Regions from separate parts of the Capsicum annuum genome. Here region 1 is linked to region 2. Evidence: chromatin contacts called from public Hi-C data. All regions are on one chromosome and are shown on one strand. The core of a region is the stretch at or near the end of the contact, and the rest is flanking DNA. Distances in the headings are between cores, read along the strand shown. Region 1 holds the start of LOC107839015 (probable glycosyltransferase At3g07620). Region 2 has its middle 52 kb from the start of LOC107839017.

Evidence for each region. Hi-C and Micro-C count contacts between places; a contact is called where the count stands out from the background.
Region 1: a Hi-C map of bud shows a contact between it and region 2, with 2.4 times the contacts expected there. The contact joins the promoter of LOC107839015 here to the enhancer-like site in region 2. A contact is called at or near these places in 2 of 5 Hi-C or Micro-C datasets (bud and leaf).

Annotation. Positions count from the first base shown.
Region 1 is chr8:57,162,922-57,167,771 of UCD10Xv1.1, reverse strand. It overlaps LOC107839015 (probable glycosyltransferase At3g07620), which reads right to left and starts at 2,856. Exons shown (of 5, transcript XM_047395683.1): 1 at 2,412-2,856; 2 at 716-1,656; 3 at 470-600. The coding sequence starts at 1,615.
Region 2 is chr8:56,997,433-57,002,372 of UCD10Xv1.1, reverse strand. No RefSeq gene overlaps it. Among protein-coding and RNA genes, the nearest start is that of LOC107839017, 52 kb to the left of the region's middle. Within about 2 kb of position 1,467, at least 5 of the 5 cell types and tissues checked have an H3K27ac peak or open chromatin away from gene starts, as enhancers often do. A contact at or near this core is called in bud and leaf, where this site is marked.

The DNA.
Region 1 (4,850 bases), core at 1,607-4,106, 160 kb before region 2:
ATCTACAGGAACACTGAACCACCTCTATATAGAGGCAAGTCACAAATGGCATCAGTTACACTAAAGAACTAAGTGAAACTCTCGTGTATCTCAAACTAAAAAACAAAAGCATGAGGCTGAGGTCTGTGCTCTCCACATGTCATGAGGTGCTCCTTTTGTAAAAATACAGTACCAAGTACCCAAGAAAGCATCTTCCTATTATGGCTATTTCCCGAAATTTCATATATGGAACAGACAAATGGCTCAAAGCAAGCATGAAAGTCACCGCATGAACCAAGAAACAAGGTGTTCATGATGATTGACACTAATATCGAATTATAGCTTCTCCTACAAAGCATAACTATTATTTGATGAGTAACAAAGCATAAATAGCTGATCTAATGCAGTACCACCCAATACACCTCCAATGTCAAAAATGATCAGGATTACACAAGGCCGATTCATCATATGCACCAGCATTTCCTATTACCTCTTAAACATTGACAAATTTCTATACAAAGGAGCATATAAGCCAGGTTCATTTCCTGCCAGAGGAGGATTCTCAATGAGACTTCTTGCATGTAGTAGTTCTTGATCTATATCTGAGGACCACCGTGGTTTCTACAGAAAAGATCAAAAGAACATAGAAGAGGGAAATAATTAGAATATCTAAGCATTTACTCGTCAATTATACCAGTCATACCCCACTAGGAGAGTATCAAAGTAACATACATACCATTGAATGAAATGAAGTGCGAGCCTCTTGCAGCATTACGTTCATTTCAGCTATTGATACTACACTATCTTTTGGTTTATCTGGCTCCTTCATAACAGGAATGTTGTTTATAGAAGAATGACCAAGTGTAGGAGCATGGTCAGTGTGTTTTTGCACAGGTATTTTATCATTTTTAAGTAGATGGCCCATATTTCCTTCTTTTGCAGATATGTTCTGGTAGGAAGATGTCAAAGGAGCTTCTTTTTTCGCATCAAGATTCACCTGAGGTGTTATAACTGATGGCGGTGGTGCAATAGACAATGCTGTGGGACTTATCTCCAAAGACTTAGCTTCGGTCAGTGCTGGAGAAAAACTATCTCCCCCATTAGTATCAACCACGTGCGATAAAGAACTTTCAGATGTACCATTTGAAGCTTGTAAATCATATTCAGGGTCAGCAGCCTTATCTGGAGGTAAGCTACTATTTCTTCCTAAACTTTCCTCAGTTGACTTTTTGTCCAGTTCTGAATCCTTAAAAGGGGATTCATCTTCAGGGTCAACGTTCTCAGTTACGGTATCACCAGAACGTTCATTCATTGGGGGCATAGAAGCATCCTCTACCTCTTCATTATTTGCATCAGAGAGCTTGGTTCCATTAGTCGCTTCATGGATAAGATTTGTGTTAGTACCGTTCACAATACTACCATGTGTCAGGATTTCTGACCGATTGAAGTTACCAAGTTGATCTACTCTTTGCGAGCTGCTTATTGGACCCCTATTGACAGTAAACAAAGAAGACAGGGCATAACCATATGGGAACCCAAAATACTGAATCATCAAAGCAACGGCAAAAACCACGCCCAAGACCCATACTACTCGTCCAGTCTCAAACAGATTATGATATCGAATTTCAGACCTCATGTTTGAGCAGCACCCTGAGAGAAAAAAGCACAGCACTGTCCCTGGATAAATTTCATATCCAAAATTCAGTATTGCCACATAGTATTTTTCTAGCTATTTCACAAAAACTCGGTACTTGAGTAACACAATAAAACACCACCAGTACAAAGAGGGAATTACATTAAAGAAAATCAATTTTTGACTGCCCCTTATCGCGGTGCACCTGGGGGAGAAGTGTAAAGTGTAAGTGAAGAAAATAGAAGAGAGGAAGTCCGTCCCTTAGCCTAGTCTACATCCACAGCTAACACAACTCCGTACTGACACCTCACCATTCCTTCAAACAGTTTTACCCAGTTAACAAGAAGAATTCTCAACTTGACCTAATGTTTAAAATATGAAAAAGTAAACACATGAAGAAGCTGATCCAGAGGTTCAACATATATTATATATAAAAATAAAAAATAATTTTAATCATGTATAAATAATATAATTTCCTCCGAAGGGTTTTCAGATCCCCTCGGCCCTACCTGGCTCCACCCCTTTGCTCAAGCTGATGTTTTCACCATCAAGAGCCAAAACAGAATCATAATTTTCACTTTGATACTAAATAATTAATCCACCAGAAAAACACAAACACTTAGAAATAAAAAAGTTGTTTAGTCAATAACTATCAAAACAGAAACAGTAAACACCAAAATAAAAAAAAACAGCTTCATCCCAAATCGCAAAACAAGAAAAGGCAAGTCAAATTAATTAACTATTACACAAAAAAAACAACCAGTAAATGAAGTGCAAAAATGCTTTTGGCTTCACTTACCAGATCAAAAGTCGACAAAGAATTGCTTCAGCTGCTGAGGCCACCTTTAGCTACTTAGTTAATTCAACAAAAAGAAACAAAAAAAATAAAAATATAAACATATTGAGAAGCTTCATCCGTTGGAGAAGTTGGTTTTGAATGGAGTTCACCAGTTGTAACATTTCATACATCTGACACCCAAATGAGACCTTATAAAAATATGCACAATATCTTATTACTATGTAGTAGTATATTCGTCAATATACAATAAAATAAGATTCTTTTATTACATCTATAAGTTTTGGAATCTTCATAAGCTGATTAATGGCGTATCTATATTATTTAGATGGTTATTTTCCTTTTCTCTTTCTTCTTTATTTCTTTTGCTTTTTTGCATTAATGACAGCAGTAAAGTGGAAAAAGGAAAGGCAAAACAGGGTAGGATATGAGTAGGCTTTGATTAATGAATCTAGTAAAATTTTAGTTAGGTGACGTGTTCGGACAAATATACCCACAGGTTTTTGAACATATTGCCTAAGCTGCACGTAAAGATAGAGGTGGACATTCGATCGATTCGATTCAATTTATTAGTTTTTAAATTGATAAAAATGATATTTATAAACAAATTAAAATAAATTCGGTTAGGTTCGATTTTTACAAATTCGATTTGGTTATTTCGAATTTTTATTTCGTTTGAAATATTAAAGTAGTTAGCCTCTTTTTTTCATAACTGGACATTTAAACTTGATGGATTTTTTTTAGAAAAAAATATTTTTTTAAAACCTGTTTTTCATTTTCAAAAATAAATAATTATAAATAGAAGGAGGTCTTCTATTTATAGACGTTCAAAACCTTTCTTTCAAGAAAGAGGTTAGCCAAATATGAAAAAAAATTATATTTTTTTCTTTTTGGAAAAAATAAAAGTATTTATGATTACTTTTTTTTTTCTTACAAGAAAAAGTAAAACTTAATTTTGGTAAGAAAATCAGGGCAAAAAACCTAAGAGTCTGCACTCAATTCATCACTATCCATACTTCAAGCTCAATAATTTGATTCTCTTATAACCAAATTTTACTCAAATAAAAAAAAAAATAACCTTCCTAAATTGTTTTCTTCATATTCGGTTTCAATACAGTGATATTTCATTCTTACATAAAGGGGTGATCTGAAATTATTTATTAGGGTTGTTCTCGGTGATTTCACTGAATATGCATAAATAATATTTTGCATTCTAATAAACTAGTCTATGTTACTCCCAAAGTATTAACGATGCCAAAATGATCCCATTATTTGTATCAAATATAAAATATTGCTTAATTAAAATCTAAATCAGACGAATTGATAGAAATTTGCAACATGTAAATCATAGTCTGGCGTATGAAGAAAAAGACATAATACATAAATAACACTTAAATTTGGCCTTCAATTAATTACTTTAACTTTGAGAATGAACATCTAGGAGTTAATATTTCAAAGGTCACTTCGTACTGAAAATTTATTTAGCAAAGTCATTAAACTTTATTTTGTATCAGTAAAATCACTCAACTTAAAGCTTTGTATCAATAAAATCACTTCACTAAATTTATCATTAACAAAAATTCAACATAACAAAATTAAAGTAAAAAAATGAATGAATTCATTGTTTAATGGACACATTACCAGTAGCGAGGCAGCAAAGAAGAAAACATAAACGATATATATAACTATCTCTGGCAATTAATTAGAAATATAATTCTCTCAAATTTTTCATGATTAGCAAGATCGTCTAACTTCTAAGGGGACTCTACTACAACAACAGTTGAGAATATTGTGCATCTAATTGGAGCACTAGTGCAAGTCATTGATAAAAGAAAACATCTTCTTTTTCTTTTCAAACAAGCATAGACAATTGCTTTATCCTTTCATCATTAGAAGGAGACGTGGTAAAATTTCGAGTGTTTTAAATGATTAAATAATTTTCTGGCGATTCAAAACATTTAATAATTAATTTTATAGCAAATAGTAAATGTATAAACCAAACAGGAATGCAAAGTCCAAATAGCAGAGTCAAGAATGGTTTCGAAGAATGTATGTGCGAACTGATGATGAGTCCTTTTATCACAACTTTTGTTTGTTAAGACACTAGCAATAGAACATCTCTCTCTTCACGTTGTTATTCTTGAGAGGAGGAAGAGGTCTAACAACATATTCTTCAATTTTTCTTTGCTGGACGAAATACTTATGCATGCGCGCTAAGCATTTCCTTTTTTCCTCACATTGCAATGCGGAACTAGAAGAACGAACCGAAAAGCATACAGTGTTAAATGTATGATCAAATAAGTAAATATTCTGGATTTATTATGGATCAAAATAGAAAAGGCACACATTATTACATCAAATTGGAGAAAACTTCTGTTGGATTCGAAATCAAAAGGGCGTCATGCGGAAGCTTAAAGATTACAAATCAAGACAGTAATAATT
Region 2 (4,940 bases), core at 218-2,717:
ATAGGTTCTCCCACCTCTCCTAAGTGGGATAATACACCGGCTTCTTTGTCTACTAGGAGACAAAGTGATCCTCCTAAAGGTGTTGAGGAGGATACTGTAGTGTTGCCCCTGTCCTTGACCTAACACTGGTACTAAAGAAAAGGGGAGTATGAATAGTGATGACGATAAGCCTTTGTTTTGGAAGATGTCCAAATGAAGTATGTTGACTACTGTAAAATGTCACTCTAAGGAAGGCAAGACCCATGGGACCAGGTTGTGTTCAAAGAAATTGATGGAGGAAACATTAGTTGAAAATAATCTAAATACTCGAAGATAGATAAGTTTGAAAAAGATAGTTGTAGTTGAGCTTGAGATATCTGATGAGAAAGTAGTTGTTGTCAAAGAAATATGAGGAGAAAACTGAAAGTGATGATGAGACTTGATAGTGACTTTTATAGTATTTTTGGAAGTGGTTATTGTTAACACCCAATTTTGCCTCCCGATACTCATTGTAGGCTGCTATTTTTTTAAAATTATTTAATTTTAAATATTATTATTTTTTACACATTATTCTTATATTAAATACATATTTACGTGTCACATTCATAGTTAAAGATCGCTTTTGACCTATATTACTGATATAGAAGAAAGAAGCCACAAGTTTAGGTAGAAAGAACAGCCAATGTCAGAGAGATTACTTCTGTTGAACTCTTCCTTTACATGGAGGGAATGAATGCTTTAATGGAATGGAATCCGGGATCTAAGTAGATTTAGAAAAAATGCATAAATTATTTCATTATCTTTTAGTATCATTTTTATAATATTTTACGACATTTTTATGTGATCTTATTTATTAAATTATTTTTTCACGTAATTGTGCACACTCACATTTTTGCAAATACATTTTCCATTATTTAGTACTATTTATTTATATTATTATTATTTACTAACAGTGTTATTATTATTATTATTATTATTATTATTTATTGTTATATTATACTTACTATTTTTAATTAACGGCCTAAATTGAAATCTTTGCCTAAATTGATTTACCGTTTAACCTAATAATATCTGATTTCTTGCAATTCTAGCATATCTTATTTAATCTATTACAATCTTAGCCTACTTTCTTACGATTCTAGCCACATTCTAACTCCACATAGTCTCAAAATCTCAACCGTTGATCAAAATTGATCTAACGGCTGATATTTAATCTACCATCTTTCCTTATTAAAAACCAAATGAATCCAAACCCTAATTTCCTAAACCAAAGCCGCCTTCTCTCTCTCTCCGCCTTCTCTCTCTTGCTCGACAAGGAGGCAACCATGGCTGCCGCCGCTAAGCCGGCGAAGACCACCACCTTCAAGCCGCCATCACCGGTCATATCTACCGCGATCAGTACGCCGAAACAGCCACCAAACGCCGCTCCCGCCGCCGCACCAACCATGACGCCTCCACCAATGACGACAGCAACAACGCCGTCTCCGATCTCCCCATCGCCAGCCGCTACAACAGCAACGGCGACCCACCAAACAGCCTCCGGCACCGTCCTCTCCGGTGAAATCAGCGAACCAGCGCCATCACAGCCTCCGGTGCCGACAGCCGCCGCCTTTCCAGCCGAAACAGCGCCACCGCTGCTCCGTTCTCTCTCCGTCACTGGCGAACCAGTCACCATCAACAACACCATCGGGGAACCCTTCTGCCGCCTCGCCGCTGGTTAAGTTTTGCCGGAAATCGATGGGTTCTTGAGAACCCATCCCAGGTTTAATCTCTTAATTCATTTTAGTCTTGAAAAACCTTTTCGACTTCTTTAATCTTGACAGATTTCGTGGTTTGAAATTAGCTTAGTTTGATTAAATATTTTACTAAAAATTGTGATTGATCATCTATGTAAAAAGCCCTAAATTCTATGTCTAGTGCTATTTTATTCAGTTCCTTTGATTGAGGTTGTTTTATGAGTAGGATAAGAATGCCATTTGCTCGCGGATTTGCGGATTCTTCGCTAATCAGTTCAATCAAGTTTAGATATGTTATGGCTTGCTCACTGATTTTAGCATGTCTCTGTTTTTAATTTAGCATACTAGTGATTATGAGATTGTTAGGATTAATATATTGTATATTCATTAATTTGTGGGGAAAATTGACTAGTTTTAAGCCTAATTGATATTAAGTGATTTTTCTAAATATTTTCTTTACCATTTGACTGATTTTCTTACTATGTTTTAATTAGGACAACTTTATAATTATTTTATTTTTGGTAGTCTTGATAATTTGTGATATTATTTGATTCTCTTGATTGATTAAACGATTTTCGAAATATTTCTTTTGTGACTAACCACTATATAAACAACCCTTCTCTTCCTTCAAAGAAGAGAAAAAGAAAAAAAAAGGACAACAACTTACAACTTACAACTTACAACTTACAACTTACAATACATACACTCCCGGATACAAAAAGCTTTAAGCAAACAAAAGTTTTACCTTATTTCTTTTCTTAGTTGTACTTATTTTTCGGAGCAACAAAAGTTTTACCTTATTTCTTTTCTTAGTTGTACTTATTTTTCGGATCATTGGTTTTGATCGATCTTTATTCTTATGTGGGAATTCGCTTGAACTTTGCTCTATCTGGTTTTCTTGTTATTGCTTATTATCGTCAACTGGTAATCGCACTTTCATTTACACTTAAGTGATGATAGAAAGCATGTCCATAGGAATTGTTCTATATTTTATTTCCTATGTCATTGCTTGGTTAATTTTTATCCACGAAATCATGTCACAATAATCTTGTTTGTCTCTTTGTATTTGCCATGCTGTTTTTATTGTGTTTAACAGGTTGGGATTTGAAGAGTCGCCCTTTGTTTCATTCTCTTTATATTGGCTTGTAATGTTGTATAAACACTATTGTTATTGATGTAATAATAAATTTGGGGACTGCTTTGGGGTTGGGGGGGGGGGGCGGGGATTTACGTGCTTTGTGAACGGTATAGGTAGGCACAACCTAGGGTTATATGCAATACGTGTTACATGAATCATCTAGTCACAAAATTAGGATTTATTAATACTTGAATCATGTTCTACGGTTTATTAATTATTTTTAATCTAACTATAATCGTGACATCGCATTAATTAACATTGAACATATTAATTCGACACTAGGTATATTCATATATTCGAGTATGTTACCTTAGTAAATTGCATTGAGTCTAATCTTAAGCATACTAACACGGTCCTTGTGTGTTTAACATATTTTGTTTTGAGCATATTAAGGTATCTTAAGCATGTTGAATTTTTAGCATAATAACAAATGTTGTCAAAACACGTTAGCGTTAAATTTTTCTTAGAATTAGGCGTTTTAGCATATTAAGCATTAACCCATTTAGCATGTCCTAATATTAATATATCAAGCATGTTGTTATGTGCATGATAGAATATTGCCTATTAAATTCTTACATATTATTAGCATGTCAATATTCATAAACACGTTAACAATTAATATTATGCATGTTAAGCATTATATTTAAGCCTATTGCATTTCCAGCATGTTTAACAATATTTTCAGCATGTTTAATACAACTTCCAGCATGTTTAATACGATTTCCAGCATGTTTAACAACATTTTTTAACATGTTTAATACAATTTTCAGCATGTTAACTTAAAGTTTCTGCATTAGCATATTTCCCGCATGGTTAATAATATCCTCAGCATGTCAAAATTCCTGCATTAATACAACTGTTAGTATATTAAAATATATGTTTTTGAGCATTTTTTATACATGTTTAAATATTAGATTTAAGTATATTATTACATCCTTAGCATGTTAATGCATTTTAACATTTTTGTTAACTCCTATTCTCATTAATTCAAAACACTTAATGCACGAGCACATCTCTTGACACAATTACCACACTTGTGACACCCCTCATGAAAACACCACATTGTTGCATCCACGAATCACAGTTGTCCTTTACCACCACTTGATTGAACATTTTGACATCATGCCTATAGGTTAATGGCATAATAAATAATTACTTGTCTTCACAAGTTGTCATGCTAATCAACTTTAATTAATTAAGAGGCTAACTTGAGATTATTATGTGTTATTTGTTGTCTAATATGTTCGTACTTTGAGTCCTAGGCAACATAGCTTTCTTTTTGTCTAGAACACAAATCCAAAGTAGCAAAGTCCAATACCTCTTGGATGATAGGTGGGATGATAAGTATTACTAAAAGACGTTAGTTTTATCCTTGTCGTAGGATGCCTTATACTTGACATCCAGCCTAGGTGGGATGGGATGTGTAGTCATTCGGAAATGATGATCCCAACGGATATTAATGGCGAGGCTAATGACATTATTACTTGTCTAGGAGTTCGGCCCTTGGGTCGGATGATGATTAACAAGTTGGTTTTTGATTTGAATGATACCAAAACATATCTTTGTTTGACTTGGACGATTTCTTTTAGTCTTTTGATTTACTTTGCATGTTTATTTTGGGTAGTTAGTTATTAGTTAAGCAGTCCCAATTATTATAGTTGTTTTCCCTTTTTTCTCACTTGTCTTGTTTATATATTTATCACTTAGATGATTAATAGCTAAAATAAATGTTTGTTAATTACTTCATCACGTAGTCAAACCTTAAATTAATAGTAAAACAATAGACCTTTATTTGATTATGTAGAATCCCTATGTAAAGTATAAAATTCGGTCGGGAACCACCTTTGTGGATCTCGAAAGGTGCCTAACACCTTTCTTTCGAGGTAATTTGAGCCTTACCCAAACTCTGGTGAACTAAGACAAAATGATAAAATAGGTTCGTCGTAGCCTAGACTGGTGCCCTAACACATCTTAATACGTTAGGTGGTGACTCTTTACACTCTTTCTTCAAAACAATCTCAAAAAGGGTTTGTCACATTGAATCCCGCTTTTCGCAAGGAAAATGGGGTGCGACAGAATGACGACTT